Regions from separate parts of the Ovis aries genome. Here region 1 is linked to region 2. The links are chromatin contacts, called in public Hi-C maps. All regions are on one chromosome and are shown on one strand. Each heading gives the region's core, a stretch centred on a gene start, on an enhancer-like site or on the middle of the called end of the contact. The rest is flanking DNA. Distances are from core to core; before and after follow the strand shown. Region 1 overlaps ACER3 (alkaline ceramidase 3). Region 2 has its middle 30 kb from the start of TSKU.

Evidence for each region. Hi-C and Micro-C count contacts between places; a contact is called where the count stands out from the background.
Region 1: a Hi-C map of liver shows a contact between it and region 2, with 4 times the contacts expected there. The contact joins two enhancer-like sites. A contact is called at or near these places in 9 of 16 Hi-C or Micro-C datasets (hypothalamus, liver, mesenteric adipose tissue and 4 more).

What each region holds. Positions count from the first base shown.
Region 1 is chr15:55,063,426-55,066,595 of ARS-UI_Ramb_v3.0, reverse strand. All of the region lies in intron 1 of ACER3 (alkaline ceramidase 3), which reads right to left. Among named protein-coding and RNA genes, the nearest start is that of ACER3, 48 kb to the right of the region's middle. Within about 2 kb of position 1,850, at least 9 of the 54 cell types and tissues checked have an H3K27ac peak or open chromatin away from gene starts, as enhancers often do.
Region 2 is chr15:54,977,453-54,980,903 of ARS-UI_Ramb_v3.0, reverse strand. No RefSeq gene overlaps it. Among named protein-coding and RNA genes, the nearest start is that of TSKU, 30 kb to the right of the region's middle. Within about 2 kb of position 1,528, at least 9 of the 54 cell types and tissues checked have an H3K27ac peak or open chromatin away from gene starts, as enhancers often do.

The DNA of each region.
Region 1 (3,170 bases), core at 601-3,100, 85 kb before region 2:
TCATCTTTTAGGATTTGAAATAGCTCAACTGGAATTCTATTACCTCCACTAGCTTTGTTCATAGTGATGCTTCCTAAGGCCCACTTGACTTCACATTCCAGGATGTCTGGGTCTAGGTGAGTGATCACATTGTAGTTATCTGGGTCATTAAGATCTTTTTTTGTATTGTTCTTCTGTATATTCTTGCCAACTCTTCTTAATATCTTCTGCTTCTGTTAGGTCCATACCATTTCTGTCCTTTATCATGCCTATCTTTGTTCCCTTGCTATCTCTAATTATCTTGAAGAGATCTCTAGTCTTTCCCATTCTATTGTTTTCCTCTACTTCTTTGCACTGATCACTTAGGAAGGCTTTCTTATCTCTCCTTGCTATTCTTCAGATGGATATATCTTTCTTTTTCTCCTTTGTCTTTCACTTCTCTTCTTTTCTCAGCTATTTGTAAGGCCTCCTGAGACAACCATTTTGCCTTTTTGCATATCTTCTTCTTGGGGATGGTTCTGATCACAACCTCCTATACAATGTTAGGAACCTCTATCCATAGTTCTTCAGGCACTTTGTCTATCAGATCTAATCCCCTGATTCTGTCACTTCTACTGTATAATAGTAAGGGATTTGATTTAGGTCACACCTAAATGGTCTAGTGGTTTTCCCTCCTTTCCTCAATTTAAGTCTGAATTTTGCATAGGAAACTGGAATGTTAGGGCCATGAATCAAGGTAAATTGGAAATGGTCAAACAGGAGATGGCAAGAGTAAATATCAAACACCCTTCGGAACTTGTCCTTAATCTGCCCTCTAGGATGCCAGGGAAAAGTGATCACCTGGAGTGGGAAGCTAATGGCCACTGGAGCTGCTGACTGCAGTAGTGAATGAGCTGGCACTGGAGAAGCCACGGAAGCTTCAGGATCTGGGCACTGCATGGATGAACACTTACACTGCAAGGGTCAGGCACTTAAGAAGCCACCAAGCCAGCACACCAGAACCAGGAAGGGCAACTCGTCCTCTAGCAATATCTCTCCAGCGCCCTCTACTGACAAAATTTAACATCTGGCTAGTCGGCAAAGGAAACAAATTTAAACAGCACAGGTCCATTTCCACAGAGCAAGCAATGAATGATGAATTTAGATCTAAGAGGTAATATACTGATAATTATTATTGATAACAATTATAAAACTATGTTTTTACCGAAACATATGTTTATTATTGCTGGGCCAAACTATGCTTGGTGATGGTTCCCCAAGCACCAAAGTAAGAGAGTTTTAAGATAGTAAAGCAATGGGTTTTTTTTTTTCTACAATGTGGTTATCTTGTTTTTATAATTTAAAATTAAAATATTAATAATATAAATAAATGATAGAAAATAAAGACTAAATTTCTTCTACTAAGAGTTTAATTGAGCTTGAGCTGCTTTCAGAAAATTCAATTAAAACACAGGGTTTTTCCCCCCAGAAATAAAACTAGAGATTCATTCATATACCACACAATAGTGTACTAAAACATTAAAGTAAGAAAAATCTTTTTTTTCTAGAGGAAATCCTGTTTGGATATGGACAAAAGGGATTTTTTAAACTCTAAAACTATGGTATTTTTATACTCTGAAACACAGTATCTTTGAATTCTCCTCTCAATACAAATTATGGGTGAGGCTGACAACATTTCAGTAATTTCAAAATTTATTAATCGGTAAAGTCATCTTTTAGCAAATGATAAGAAAACTCAAGTATCTAAAGCATAAGAAAGAAGGTCAGGGGAAACAGGAAATGTGCCAAAGAGTTAAGTTTGAAATAATGCTGAACAAAGATGCAGTAGCTTCAGCATGACCGCAGGTGGAGCCTGCAGTGTGCTCAGCAGTCTTAAAACGGCTCCTCAACTGGGCAAAATACATGAGTCCTGGGACAAAAGAGTAGACAATTTAGAGCTCAGCTTTATTTACAATTGTATAACCACCACCCAGAGCTAAGGGTGAAAAAATAGAACCATTAAAACCTGGTGAAGCTGAAAAAGTGATCTATACTGCTTCACTGCCACTGCCAAGGAGCCCTCCCAAGCAGTCAGCAAATGAGCTAGATGAAATCAGTTACCGGTTTGAGCCTGAAAGCAACCTGGTACCTTCCTCAAAGCAAGTTCATTTTGTCAAATATTTTACTGCCTATCCAAGTGTTCAAATAATACTAAAGACTCTCAGAGCTTCAGAGTCTTTGGAGCTGGGAAAGGGGAGATCAACTCATTTAATCTCAATTATAGAAGGCAACATTCTGTACATACTTATTACCACTTTCTGTGTGAACTTGGCAATTTATTTATGCTTAAGTCTTAGTTTCTTGACCTATAAAACACAGGAAAATACTATTTAAATAATTAAAATAATGAAAATAAATACAACCAAATAACACATTATAAAGATTATTTCTGATATGAGAAATATCCATGGAACATTATCTGGGATCTTCTACAATCTTGCTGTGCTAAAAATTAAGTGCTGCCCAGGAATTGTCTTAGTACTTAAATCAGCTCCAGAACAGTTGTCACAAGGGAGAAAGTCTGTCTTCCAATCCAGACAAGGAAAGTTGAGTACTCTGATTCACCAAGTTTAAAATATACATATATGTATATGTGTGTGTGTGTGTGTGTGTGTGTGTGTGTGTGTGTGTTACAGGTGCTCCTTAGCAGCTATTTTTTTTTAAAGTCTTTGCTAAATTTGTTACAGTACTGCTTCTGTTTTATGTTTTGGTTTTTTGGCCACAAGGTATATGGGATCTTAGCTCCCTGACCAGGGATAGAACCTGTACCTCCTGCATTGGAAGGCGAAGTCTTAACCACTGAAGCACCAGAAGTCCCTCCTTAGCAGCTTTTAATTAAGACAAATATCAGAATAAAAACAAAAAACCAATACAGGTCTGTCTTACTTTAAAAAGTGATAAACACAAAGCAAGTTCAATTTGACAGACATTCACTAAGAATTTTTTATGGGCAAAGCACTGAATCAGGAGATAGGAAGAAAGGTTAACAACGCTGGTTCCTGTCCTGAGAAAATGTATGTGTGTGTGTATATATATATATATATATATATATATATATATATACACATACATACATACATATACACACACACACACACAATTTAGTAGGAAAGACAAACAGATAAGCAACCAGTAACGGTGAATGGCAGGAT
Region 2 (3,451 bases), core at 279-2,778:
ATCACCAACTCTGAAATCCTCATGCTCCTCCATGAATAGGTTTTCAGGAAAGGAAGAAAAACACAATGGGCTGTCATTCTAATCAGAGAACATTGATAATGCTTTTACTAGAAAAAGGTCAGGGGCTTTTTGCCAATTTCAGCCAAGTATCCAAGGACATCCTGGGCATGTAGAAATCTGGGGGGAATAGTGAGAGATTAGTGAGCTCCGGGGCATGACAAGACACAGCTAGTGAGACACCCCCCGCCCCTGATTACACCCGCTTCTCTGCACTTAGCGGAATGAAACTGAACCCCATGTGGGCTGGGCCCCACCATTAGAGAAGAACAGGCCTTCTCACTCCAGAACTCAGGGGGATCTTGAGGGCTCAGGGGTGTCTCTCACCCTTTAGATTTTACTAGCACTGAGCTCTACTAATCTGGGGCAGCTAACATATAGTGACTTGTATTTGGTGATTTAATCTCTTTATAATTCTGTTTAATTCACTCATCAATTGATAAAAAGAATTCCCAATGTATCCAAAAGATTCACAAAGTTGCTCTCGCCCCTTCATCAATTCATTCAGTGTGGTTTTCTTCATGTCTGTCATGAACTTGTGGCCCAGCCCAACAGCATCTTACCCCTGTCCTCCTCATCCACTTGGAAGGAACACCCCCAGCGCCCTCTTAAGCCAGAGATCCTGATGCAATTCATTAGTGGCTTCTGTCCCACCTAGACTAGGGTCTAAACTCCAGAAGGATTGCACCATTCACAACCCAGAGAAGTAGCCGCCCAGCTGCTGCCTGGGCCCCAGGAGTTGCTTTTCCATGTGACAAAACACGCAGGGTGCGGGGCAGAAGCACCTTCAGACCCTTTGGCATGGCTCTAAGGGACCGTCAGTTCAGACTCTGTATCTTTATAGAGAGGACATGGATTAGTAACCTTTGATTTTGTTCCTAGAGAAGGAATGAGGGAAATACATAAAGATGGTAAAAATCCCCTGTGACTCATCATTAAGAGATAATTGTTTTTAATATTTTGATGTTTACTATTTCAATTTTTAAAAAAATTCATACATAAACACTAACAGTATTTTTACAAAAACAGAATTACTCTGTAACACTTTTTTATGACTCCCTTCCAAAGCATAAATTATTGTGACTATTTCCTCATATTTCATATTTCATAATATTGCTTAGTATGGATATAACAGTTTATTTAACTTCCTCTCTATTGACATCTAAGTTATTTACAGTGTTTTTCCTACTGGGCAAAAAATAAATTTTTAAAAGAGATGATGGGCATATCTTATTATTAATAACTCACTATGCATCCCTCTCCCTTGGTTTTTCCTTCTGTTTCCTCCACCAGCTTGTCAGCCAAGCCAGAACTCTGGAATCAATCCTATCCCCTCCCTGCCTCTCACCCCCACCCCACCCCCCCATCCAATTAGTCACCAGTCGCCCAACAGTCTCTTCCGTTGGGCCTCAGCCCTAGCTCAGACCTTGTCTGTTCTTTCTGGAGTTATCACAAAGTTCTGGTCTCCCGGAGACACCCCTCAATTCCTCCTCCTCCCCACTCTGAATCATTTTGGAACCAGGATGATATTCAGTTTGCTCATCTAATGTCATTGGGGGCAGAGAATGCAGCCAAAAGCTCCTAGTCTTGGCAGAAGAGAACTGTGTTTAATGGGGATAGCCATACTCATGTTTTGAGGATGCCAGCCTCCAGGGGACAGGGGAGAAATTGGTGATGGGGTGTCAGAAGGAGACAGTTCTGAATCTCTGGGATCTCTGCTGAGGGTCCTCTGGGGTTAGTCAGGGTGCTGGCTGGGAGCTCAACCTTGGGCCGCTGGCTGGAGCCCTTCTGGGCCCTTCCCCTCTGCTTTCATAAGTCCTCACTCTGGCAGGAGCGCCCAGCCCCTCCTTGGAGAAGCGAAGGGGAAGCCAAAACTCAATTCTGGGAAGATGAAGGCCCTCCGGGCAGGAGAGACTGTGCGTGTTGAAGGCTGGCTGCAGCGGGATACAGATCCCACTGGGAGTTGGGTAATCCTGTGACTTTGGCTCCAGACACTTCTTTAGTCCAGAGACATGACACTGCCTCTTGGGTGCAGAGGGAAAATAACCTTATGTTCTCCTTTTAATCAGGGTCAACTTGGAATCTCAGACTTTAGAAAAACATGAAAGGCCTTTTATTCCAGCCTCTCTGTCGCCTACTAATGTTGTCTCCCCAGAGTATTCCAAACACAGCCAGCTCCTTCCAGGCCCTTCCTTCCAAGGAAGGAAGGCTTTTCAGTCTTCACATGGATCTTTAGAAAGCTCTTCTTGGACCACGACGGGGAGGCCCTTTCTCACGTCCTTGCCTTTGCTTTGTAAGTTGGCTCTGTCCTTTCCCATCTTCTTCACCAGGGCAAACTCCCATTCCTTCTTCAAATCCTAACCTAAGGTCACTTCCACCTTCCTTGTATCTCACAGACTGCGTTCTGTCTCTGGATTCTCCCACAGTCCCCTGAGTGTCTCGTTATCATTGGCAATTGTTAGTTTACTCTTCTACATTCGTCCCTGTTCTCCCCTAGCCCCTCCTGCCACCATGCACACTTCTGAGGGTGGTACCCTGGCTGATTCATTTATCACCAGTGCCTGGCCCAGGGCTTGGCCAAGAAAGAAGGCCTGAATGAGTGGATGAAAAGGGAAGAAAGGAGGGTCCCAGAACTCTAAACAGCAAGAGCTCCTGGATCACCTTTGTTATCCCAGGTCCCTGATTGTAGTTGTTCTTGTAAGTCGTGTCTGACTCTTTGTGACCCCGTGGACTAGAGCACACCAGGCTTCCCTGTCCTTCACTATCTGCCAGAGTTTGCTCAAAATCATATCTATTGAGCCACTGATGCCATCCAACCATCTCATCCTCTGCAGCCCTCTTCTCCTTTTGCCTTCAATCTTTCCCAGCATCAGGGTATTTCCAATGAGTCGACTCTTCACACTGGGTGGCCAAAGTATTGGAGTTTTAGCTTCAACATCATTCCTTCCAGTGAATATTCAGGGTTGATTTCCTTTAAGATTGACTGGTTTGATCTCCTTGCAGTCCAAGGGACTCCCTCCCTTATTCCTGGTCTTACTGGATCCTCACAGCAGCCCTGAAGTGGTTGATGGATGGGCCACACGTCCTGGTTGGCAAACAAGGAAGCTGAGGTCCAAGGGGAGAAGTGACCTGTTCAAGGTCACTTCAGAATGCCTTGCGGGAGACCAGGAACTGTTTCCTTCCTTCCTCACCTTCTTTTCCTCAGCTTCTCTCACCTGATTCCGGTCCCTCAGGACAGCTAAAGCAGAGCTGGGTTCCGTGAGACCTGAGGGATTTCAGAGGCCTGGAAGTAGTTCCGGGCAGGGAAGTGTGTGGATGGCGTGCATGCAGGCTCCCCGGGGTGTTTGTGGGGGAAGGGTGATGCTGGCTCCCACAAGACCCCAGATGAGGTCTG